2 separate regions of the Sus scrofa genome follow, and region 2 is linked to region 1. Evidence: chromatin contacts called from public HiChIP or PLAC-seq data. All regions are on one chromosome and are shown on one strand. Each heading gives the region's core, a stretch centred on a gene start, on an enhancer-like site or on the middle of the called end of the contact. The rest is flanking DNA. Distances are from core to core; before and after follow the strand shown.

What was found. HiChIP or PLAC-seq counts read pairs in DNA pulled down with a chosen protein or histone mark.
Region 2: an H3K27ac HiChIP or PLAC-seq map of alveolar macrophages shows a contact between it and region 1. The contact joins the enhancer-like site here to the promoter of AOC2 in region 1. A contact is called at or near these places in 2 of 5 promoter capture datasets (fetal liver and liver), 6 of 47 Hi-C or Micro-C datasets (fetal skeletal muscle, liver, omental adipose tissue and 2 more) and 2 of 2 datasets of contacts at active chromatin or transcription factors (alveolar macrophages and skeletal muscle).

The regions. Positions count from the first base shown.
Region 1 is chr12:20,025,885-20,031,202 of Sscrofa11.1, forward strand. It overlaps AOC2 (retina-specific copper amine oxidase), which reads right to left and starts at 2,083. Exons shown (of 4, transcript XM_003131393.4): 1 at 1-2,083. The coding sequence starts at 1,364. PSME3 (proteasome activator subunit 3) reads right to left here. Exons shown (of 11, transcript NM_214348.1): 9 at 5,250-5,304; 10 at 5,044-5,130; 11 at 4,313-4,445. The coding sequence ends at 4,365.
Region 2 is chr12:20,119,766-20,125,083 of Sscrofa11.1, forward strand. It overlaps EZH1 (enhancer of zeste 1 polycomb repressive complex 2 subunit), which reads left to right. Exons shown (of 22, transcript NM_001243206.1): 5 at 75-194; 6 at 1,802-1,922; 7 at 3,315-3,473; 8 at 3,476-3,490; 9 at 4,575-4,677; 10 at 5,296-5,318. Among named protein-coding and RNA genes, the nearest start is that of EZH1, 15 kb to the left of the region's middle. Within about 2 kb of position 2,831, at least 3 of the 83 cell types and tissues checked have an H3K27ac peak or open chromatin away from gene starts, as enhancers often do. A contact at or near this core is called in alveolar macrophages, where this site is marked.

The DNA.
Region 1 (5,318 bases), core at 833-3,332:
ACAAGGGCTGAGCCAGCCAAACCACCATAGAAATGACTCTGAAGGTGATTGTGGTGCCTTCGGAGGGGTACCCCCTGGGCCTCCTCGAATACACACACAGCCCCTGGGAGCAGCTGGACTGCCCCTCTGCCCACTAACACGTGGATGTCCACCATGGTAGACTGATAGGGGCAGTCCACTCCCCGCACCAAGCCCCGGCTGTGACGGCCAAGTCCATAGCTGCTATCCAGGTATCGGGTCATCATTGTCTTGGGTGAATCGGCACCATAGATGGATACACATTCCTGGACACTAACTTCATAGGCCACTCGCTCGCCCTTGAACCGAACATCAAAAATCCTCAGGCCACTGAACACCCCATGGCCAAATGTAAATGTCCAGAGGGAGGATGCCACCAGGTGCCCTTGTACACTGTACCGGGAGCCTTGGGGTGAGAACTGAAGAGGGGGAAGAGGCCCGGGGGAGATCCGGGACCGCAGGGATGAGGCCCCATCTGGCAGGGGTAGAGGAACTCTAACCACCTCCAGCCGGCCAGCCTTAAACTCCCATTCCAACTGGCCCAAGTCGGCATAGTAGCGCCCAAGGTAGAAGACCTGCCGGACAGCCCAGCGGACAGGGTCCAGAGCCCTGTGGTCCAGCAGGAGCTCCAGCCCCACAGGATGAAGAAAAATCCCAACACCTGAGATGTTATGGTAGAGGGCCATCCAGGTAGCACGGTCCCCTGAGCGTAAGCCACGAGGGGTGGCATGCAGAGCTGCCAAATTGGAGCCATTGTAGCTGCAGACAGAAGCCAGGAAGACTGGTGCCTTGGGGAGCTCCACCTCTTTCAAATGCTTCCACATCTGGGCGGACTCATTTCCCAGCACGGGGCGTCGGTGGTAGGGCAGGGGGCCTCCGTGACGCTCCACAGTCACATCCCGCACGTAGGAGGGCTGGGGCAGCGGCCCCACCACCAGCTCGGTCACATTGGGCTGGGGTTGTCCGCCAAAGAAGATGATGGCCAGGGCCTCCCGGGCAGGCGGGGGACTCCCCCTGTCCAGGTGGGCCAGGGCTGCCGCCTTGGGGGGCAGCTGCAGCTCCACTGAGAAGATGCAGTTGTCTGCGGGTCGGGCCTGGGCGGCCTCCCCCAGGCCTGGCCCCAGTTTCTGGGTCAGAAAGTTCATCACAGCCGTCAGCTCTTCTCGGCTCAGGTCTGCAAACAGCTGGCTCTGGCCAGGGTGTGTCCAGGGCTGGGCACTGTGGGATACAGAGGGGCAGTGGGGAGGCTGGCTGGAGCCACCTTGGCTGGTCAGCAAGACATAGGCCAGAGCAAAGATGGTAATGAGGGACAGTGCCAGCAACACGAGGACTACCTTGAGGTTCATGGTGAAAGCTGAGAGCTGAAATGAGAGGCCTACCAGCAGCTCCTTCCAGTTACTGACATCAAATCCCAGTTTATATGCAGTGGGATGGAGAGGAATAGAGAAAACTCCGCCCTGTGGGTTGGACAGGAAAATTCTGACCTTGATTTATATCATTCTGCTCCAATTTTCTGTTCTGTGGTTTGGCTCAAGGTATTCCTTCCACGTGCACAGCCTCTCTCCTCCCCCTGAACTCCTCCCAGCAGCATGGTCAGTACCCATCACTATTATTTAGACCAGATTAGAGGGCATTTGTATATACGCTAAACTCTACTTTCCACCCTGAATGGGTCTGAGGAAGAATGCAAATCTCAGGTGCCCAGTCAAGTCCTGGGTGCTACATGCAGACACTCTGTCCATTTTCCTACCTCCTGGCAGGCACTACCCCCAACATTTCCAGGATCCACTGCCCAGTTCAGCGGTAAGCACTGTGTTCTGCCAGCTGCCTAAGGCCAAGCCCTTGATTTGTAGTCTCAGACCACTTGCATGTAGTTGGTGGGAAAGGAGCAGCGAAGGCCTAGGCGCAGCAGTCAGACCTGTACACCAATCGTGGGTTCCTAAGCTGTGTGATCTCAAGGGCATTACTTATCATGAATCTCAGTGTCCTCACCTATAAAGAAGGGATAAAACTTCCCCAGAGATTCATGAAAAGTAAATGTGATCATGCCCAGAATGCTTAGCGCCTGCCACAGGGGAGGTTCAAAAATTGTCAGCGATCTCTGAAACAGAACAGAGCAGATGAACCTCCATTGTTCAAGACCCTAAATCTTTTTCTGCAGAGACAATGGGTACCAGATCATCGGATATGAGAACGCTACTTTGCAAGGTGGAAGTTGAAGAAACTTTATTTCAGAGGGAGCTAGGGTCCTAGACAGCCCTCCAAGTCATTTGAAAACCAAAACCAGGGGTCCCTGGCATCACCTCAAGAAACTTAAGACATTATTCGAAGGGAAGTATTAGTATAAAGTAAAGGAAATGACCGAGTAGGTTGTGCCTTGAACCGGGTGATTCCCCACGCACGGATCTAGAGCAGCCTCTACTGGCAGTTCATGGGTATCGCTGGAGAAGGAAGGAAGGAGCTGGGGTCTTGTGAGGGTAGAAGGCAGCTTAGGTCTGGGAAGAGCTAACTTTCATGTGATTCAGCCTGAACACAAATGAAGGACCCACCCTTGCCTCTTGGGAGGCAGAAGCCTCCATCTTTCCATTATTCCCAAGAAAAGAGGCAGCTCAAATGGTATAAAGACACCCCATAGGGCGGCTGGAGGTATACACATGGAGGTGAGTATCCCAATGTGCACAGAGTACGGGTGTGTCCCTGGCCACCAGAGCATCGCATCAGGGTCTGCGGCTTTAGAAAGAGGTCAAAGTACCTGTATTTTTAATAATTTCTTGACATGGTAAAAGAATTTTACATTACGATCCAAGGGTGGTAAGGTGGGGAGCAGGGGCACTAGAACAATCCAACAAACAAAAAGGGAAACTGAGAAACACATGTTGGGAGGAAGGGAGGGTTTTCGTTGAAAGGGGTCTGAGGGTGGGTAGGAGCACTGCCCAACTAAAATGCAATTGGTTTGTTACTGAGTACTATTCACGGGAAGACCACACCCGAACTCCTTCTCTACAGCGCACTGGGAGTAAAGATGATGCATCCAGGTGGAAATATGATTGGAGGTTGGAAGACAGAGACAAGACAAAGAATAAAAGTCAGAATTAGACACCGAGAGAGTCACCGACAGACTCTCTCTCCAGTGGTGAGAATAAAAAAGTGGGGGTTGATGAGGGTCAACACAAAAGCTGTAACAAGTGATATCTCCAGACGATTCGAGAGATAAGAGGCAACTCTTCTATGGTTTTGACTTGCCCAACAGATGTCCACATACACACAACGTGTACATGCCTACGTGTGCATGCACACACATACACATACAAGTGACTGCTTTCCCTGGAAGCACAACACTATAAATAAGAGAAACATTTTTCCCAACGGGAAAGCCCAGTAGGAGCAGCAGCTTCTGGTCACCCCCACACCAATTTCAACTCGTCCAAAAGGACCCGAGTCACAGAGGAAGGGGCCTTCCCCACTCCCTCTGCTTCTCATCTCTCAGCTGTCTTCCAACCCACCAGCCTCAAGCACCAAGAGGCTAATGTCAGGAGACAATGGGTCCCAGCAGATAAGGACTTAAACAACTATCACCTTCTGAACGGTGTATGTGTGTGTGAGACACAGACAGACTGACAGACAAGGTCTGTGGGTGGGGCAGAGTGGGGGAGGCATCAAGTAACAGAGTCGGAGGGCGCGCATGTACGTGTGTGTGTGTGTGAGATGCACATCTGTGTATGTGAAAATCCTACTTATAAAAATATCTGAAGGAGCTAGGGACTTGGCAGAAGGTCTAAGGTGTTTCTTGTCGTGATCAGGTTCAAGGTGTCATGTATGTGGATGGGAAACCCTAAGTCATCACCAGGGCAACTGTGGCAGGGAGGATCCAATGTCCCACAGAGGCAAGAGATACTAACCTGCCATCAGGAAGAGAGAAGCTGGTTCCCCCATCCAGCCCCAGTTCCTACAAAATACCTAGCACTTTCCTTCAAGTTCCCTCAACTTCTAACCAACTGAACATCAAAGGGAAGAAAACATAAAGCCCAAGACACAGAAGGGAAGTGGGGAGAGAAAACACAAGTAAACTTGTGCCAACATCCTGCGCACACAAACCTGGAGTACTCCAGAAATTAGGACGGGGGTCTGGGGTATGAGGGAAGGAAATAGAAGAGTTCCTGAGGCCTGAAAAAAGAGGTAAACACGTCACAGAACTACATGAGAGTTTCATTAGACTCTAACTAAAAACAGAGAGAGGTGTGATTACTATTTCCAGCCAGTTTCCCCATCACGATAGTCATGTAACAAACCAAGGCAATGTCGGTCTTGAGCCAGACTCACAGAGTCCCCTGGCCCTGGCCCTGGCCTCAGTACAGTGTCTCTGCATTGCTGCTCCGGGGCCGTTTGATCTTCTCGATGTTTTTCAGGATCATGTCATGTAGAGTGACCTGGGAGAAGACGGATCAGGGAATCACACGTCTGTTCTACCCCCACCTGCCTAGGGAAACAAGACAAACCCCCAAAGCCCCCAGCAATCGTTCACATAGCCCTGATCTCACTCGCTTGAACCTGAATTCAGGGTAGCTGCCCTATGACCTCTCTTATTCCCCCAACTGGGCACACCTGGGTATCTCCAAGGCCCCAAGTGTCCAATAACTAACACTTACTAAGCATTTAACACACTAAGAATTGCACCGGGTTCTTTAATGTGTCAGAGATGAAGAAATTGAAGCTTGAGGTTAAACCTGCCCAAGGCCACACATTACAGGCAGAATTGGTTCCAAACCCAAGGCTGACTCTCACACCCCCAGCTTCACCCCTATACTGTACTGCATATCGTGCTCCCTCCCAGCCAGGTACAAAGAAAGGATACCCGGCTAGATACCGTCAGTGACCCCAGAGTTCTCAACACCCGGTTGATGGGAGGAATTTGTTCCACTCATTTTACCTCCATCTCTCATCTCAACCCCCAGAGAGTGGCAAGAAAACGATCACCAGAACCAAGAGAAGCCAGAGCACCTGTGGGCGGGGACCAAGGTTACTTACATACTGATTCCTTAGCTCTGATATGATGAGCCGAAGGCTGATATATTCTTTCTCATCAATCTCTGTCACGGTGCGCCGATAGTCCTCCTGACGAAGGGCAGAGAAAAGGCTAGTCCTCGAGGGCTGACTGTCCCACGCAGCTCTTCCCAGGAAGGCATGCCTCCCTGTCCTACCACTTCCACCCTCGGCCACAAACCCTTACTTACCACATGGGGGTATTTAGCTATTTTAGAAACCAATTTGGCTCTTGTAATATAATATCTGGAAGGAGAGAG
Region 2 (5,318 bases), core at 1,581-4,080, 95 kb after region 1:
TTGGAAGGAAACACTGATTCTCTCTTGGGTTTTATGCTTGCCTTTCCGTCTCCATGTCATTGCTTATATTTCAGTGTACCATAGAGAGCATTTTCCCGGGATTTGCAAGCCAGCATATGTTAATGAGGTCTCTGAACACAGTTGCATTGGTTCCCATCATGTATTCCTGGTCCCCTCTTCAGCAGAACTTTATGGTATGTATTGAAAGCACCATGGTGATTGTTTAAACTGAATGATTTTTTCTTTTTTTAATGTTGTTGTGCTGTTGTCAGGATATACTTAACAAAGCTTGGCCATGCAGGGCAGAATGTTTTTGTAATTTATTTACTCTGAAAAACACATGTTGCAAGTTGCTCTAACTTGTTATATTTTGTGCTCTCTGAAGTATGCTTGCGAATTGATGCTGGGTTTTTTTTTTTTTGGCTTTTTGGCTTTTTGCTATTTCTTTGGGCCGCTCCCATGGCATATGGAGGTTCCCAAGCTAGGGGTCGAATTGGAGCTGTAGTCTCCGGCCTACGCCAGAGCCACAGCAACGCGGGATCCGAGCCGCGTCTGCAGCCTACACCACAGCTCACGGCAACGCCGGATCGTTAACCCACTGAGCAAGGGCAGGGACCGAACCCGCAACCTCATGGTTCCTAGTCAGATTCGTTAACCACTGCACTACGACGGGAACGCCGATGCTGGTTCTTTTTTGAATGAAAGAGGCTGGGCAAGACTCCAATTTTCCCTTACTACCTTGGCCCAATTATGTGCAGTTAAATGCAGTCTAAATCAGACACTTCAGGCTTAAGCAGGTTGACAACTCCCTGCTGATGGAGCAATCCTTTCTTAATCCCCTAAAGGCAAGATGCTATGAAAGCAGCTGAGATAACAGAGGCACACTTGGACCTACAATCCTTTCATCTGGGCCTTTATGCTGACTCCTACTAGGATTGTTTGTGGTCCTGATAATCAGTCCTCTTTAAATACTGCCATTGCTTATAATGCCTGGTGACAGAGAGCAGTTCTGCTGACTAGAATAGGATATAGGTTTATATTCATCTCTTAGAATAAAACTTCAGGATGACTTTACTTGATAGTTGGAGATCTAAGAATGATTGTATTCTCTGCTGAACCAAACCAAAAAAAAAAAAAAAAACAAATTCCATTAGTATTGTTTATTGCCAGAAACTATACATAGCTCATACTGTAGTTGACTTTAGGTTTCCACTGAGTGTGAGTGACATGAATTGTAATCATAATTTTTTATAATGATTACAGGAAGTTAGTCTTTGAATATACAGACAGTTTATGGTAGACAGTTTCAGTTCTAAATATTCCAGTTATATTGCAGATTATGCTCCTGGAAGCCTTCCTTGTCATTTATCGGTCTCTCTACTTATGAGAAGAATTAGAATTGAACACCTTTTAGACTGTAGTTTACGGGTATTTGTACCTATTTCACAATGATGTTTGTTGGGTAAAATGATGTAATCGATGGGATCACTGTGAAAAATAAATCCAATTCTAGGTGTTGGTGGAAATACCATTGTTAGTATCCAGCTTAACATTTAGTAGTTAATATTCTCAAGTTGTAAAACTGACTTTTTTTTTCTTCTACGAGTAGCATCATCCTCTTCCATGTGAGATTTTGTTGGCAAAACAAAATGGCCAGTCTTTAGAGTGCAGTTAACTGTGTAACAAAAGGCATCTTCAGGAGATTTAACTGGCAAAAAAAGTCTCAGCAAAGGTTCTTTAAAGAAGAAAGAGGAGATGCACAGTGGCTTCATGGAATGAATCACATCTGGTTTGATTTCAGGTAGAAGATGAGACCGTTTTGTGCAATATTCCCTACATGGGCGATGAGGTGAAGGAAGAAGATGAGACTTTCATTGAGGAGCTGATCAATAACTACGATGGCAAAGTCCATGGTGAAGAAGGTAGTAGGGTTGGGCTCTTTGAGAAAACTTTGATAGGATGGTACCTCTTGTTTGTGCATCCTCATCTTACTTTTATCTGCTTCTTCATGGTGTACACAGGGAAGAATATTTCAATGTCATCACATGACTGAGAGTAAAAATTTTTATATTAAAAGTACCCCAGTTAAATTTTGTTTTTTGTCCTTTTTTTTTCCTCCTTTTGTCTTTTTTGGGGCTGCAGCTGAGGCCTATGGAAGTTCCCAGGCTAGGGGTCAAATCCAAGCTGTAGCTGCCAACCTAGGCCACAGCCACAGCAACGAGAGATCTGAGACACATCTGTAACCTACACCACAGCTCACAGCAATGCTGGATCCTTAACCAACTGAGCAAGGCCAGGGATCGAACCCTCAACCTCATGGATACTAGTCGGATTCATTAGCACTGAGCCACAACGGGAACTCCTGTTTTTCTTCTTTTTAAGGCTGCACCCATGGCATTCGGAAGTTCCCAGGCTAGGGATCTAATCGGACCTCCAGCTGCTGGCCTATGCCACAGCAACACAGGATCCAAGCCTTCTGCAACCTACACCACAGCTCATGTCCGCGCTGGATCCTTACCCCACTGTGCGGGGCCAGGGATCAAACCAACGTCCTCATGGATACTAGTCAGGTTCGTTCCTGCTGAGTCATGACAGGAACTCCATCATTAACTCTTGAGTCAGCCTTTTTGTGACTGGGGAGGGCCTAGGAGACTAAAGCAAAAAGCGACATAGGGGTTTATGTACAATTTCAAAAGCAAGTTGTTTGTATTTAGCTGTAGTTTTAGAGAAACTGTCAGCATGTAAGAAGGGAGAAATTGCAGAGGGCCTCTCTTGGATTTGCAGACCAGCAGCCTCACCTGCTCTTTTGACAAACGGTGGGTGGTGGTGTCATGCTGTTCAAATACATTATTTATACACAGTGCCCCCTAGTGTCAGAGTCTTTATCCTAATCGTAGATGTAGTATGATTTTAGAAAAAAGTGCTGTCTTTTGATTTAGAGAATCACTGTTGACCTCTGGATAGCAAAACCAGGTACATTTTCACTTTTATCACTCTTTCTCTGTCACATTTGTATTGTTGGCACAGTTTTACGAGATTTTTGGGCCATAAATACAGGTTGATGTATTACTGAGGAAGTGAAGCCCCTAGAAAGAATGAAAGAATGAAGTCCAGAACTGGATTCCCCACTCTAGTCAGCTGAACTGTTGCAGTTGTAAGAGCCAATCAAATTATTGCAATTCCCTGGTTGTCTATATAAAAATATACACATGTTATCTATCTGGGCCTCAGGAGTGAATACAGGAAAACCTTCCCAGGAGGATGAATAGAGGGTGAAATAACCACTGCTCATCCATCTAATTCTTATGTTTCAGAGATGATTCCTGGCTCTGTGCTGATTAGTGATGCTGTTTTCCTGGAGTTGGTAGATGCTCTGAATCAATACTCGGATGAGGAGGAGGACGGGCACAATGACAACTCAGATGGAAAGCAAGATGACAGCAAAGAAGATCTGCCAGTAACGAGAAAGCGAAAAGACATGCTATTGAAGGTGAATAGCACGACTTCCTTATTCCACTTGAAAGTGACAGGGAGAGGTGAGGAGGCAAACACAAAAGCTTTATTGCTTATTAAAGGCTATTGGTATTTCTCATGGGGCCATTTAAAAGGAAAACATGTTCATTGACTCATGGCTTAAGATAACCGTAACCTGGCTGAAGAGGAAAGTAGGAGAACTTAGAGAATAATCATTGTTCATTTCTAATCATAAAAATCGTGTGTTTGGGAGTTACCACTGTGGGAAAACGGGTTAAAGATCCAGTGTTATCTCCGCAGCAGCTCAGGTCACAGCTGCAGCTCGGGTTTGATCCCTGGCCCAGGAACTTCCACAGGCCACAGGTGCAACCAAAAAAAAAATTGTGTGTTTAGAAAATACGGATAGTTATAAAGAAGAAACCAAATTACCCTATTATCTTGCTACCAGAAATAACCAATATTAATATTCTTCTAGACTTAAAAAATGTAAGTATATACACATATATATGTTCACCTAAAATGTATACAGTGTTATATATCAATTTTTTCAAGTATATATGTAAATCAACATGCATGTATTGGTATATATTAAATTGGTATTGTGCCACATTTATGTGTGTATACACATACATCGTTTTATATCCCTTTTTATTTAATCTTACATCGTGAACACTTTCCCATGCTGTTTAATTTAAACTCTTCATTTAATTTAGTTATAGTATATGTCCAGAGACACAGTGTCTCTCTCTCTCTTGTTATAACAGAGTTAGAGAATCAGTCTTGTTCTTCAGCGTCAGCATTACGGTGGAGTTCTTCTGTACTCAGATCTCTCCATGAAACTTCTGGTTTCACCTCCAGATTCTGTCTTAGAACATGGATTTTGTGGTTAACATGTAGATCACTCTGAGTTCCTTATTTACCAGTAGGCTATTAAAGAGATCCAGGTAGCACTGAGCTTCCGTATGTATTCCTAAATAGTCAATGGTTAGGTTACAGAGCAGCTCTAATCAAAATGCTGTGACGAAAGGAGAAAGATCCAAAAGCTTTGTGTGCCTGTTCTGGTTGTTGCCCTCAGGGGCTTTTTATCATTTCCAATTCAGGCAACAAAAAGAGTTCCAAGAAGCAGTTTCCAAACGACATGATCTTCAGTGCGATCGCCTCCATGTTCCCTGAGAACGGCGTCCCGGATGACATGAAGGAGAGGTAACGAGCACGGCCCCCAGAGGCCGCATAGAGTACCTGGCAAAACTTTCATACAAGCTTGGTTTTGGTTAATAAAAAGCCTTGTTTATGGTAAGTGCGTTATGATTTGCCCACACTGCTGATTACCTCTGAATGGCCGTTCCCATATTAAGGGCCATCGTTTGTTGGCTTTTGAGTAAATCTGGGCAGAGACGTTTTTAAGATTTTAACCACTTTTCTGGAGAGTTAATCCAGCACCATATTTATCAAATCTTACCCTCCCCTTACTTTCAGGCGTACAGCCAGCCCAGCATAACTGCAGTGGTGTACTCACTGGGTTAGCCACCATTCCGTCCTCAATAAGACCTGTAGAAGTCCCAGACTTGGCTCGGATCCTGCATTGCTATTATGGCTGTGGCCTAGGCCAGCAGTGGCAGCTCCGATTCGACCCCTAGCCTGGGAATCTCCATGTGGCATGGGTGTGGCCATAAAAAACAAAAACAAAAGCAAAACAAGACTCATAGAAAATGCTCATCCTCCCTTGGCAGACAGGGCCTGGGTGACTGTTGGTGCTCAGTCTGCATTTTCTCAGGGAGACATTCCCTTTGAAGGAACCCTTCTTTCTCTTTTCTTAACTAGGTATCGAGAACTCACAGAGATGT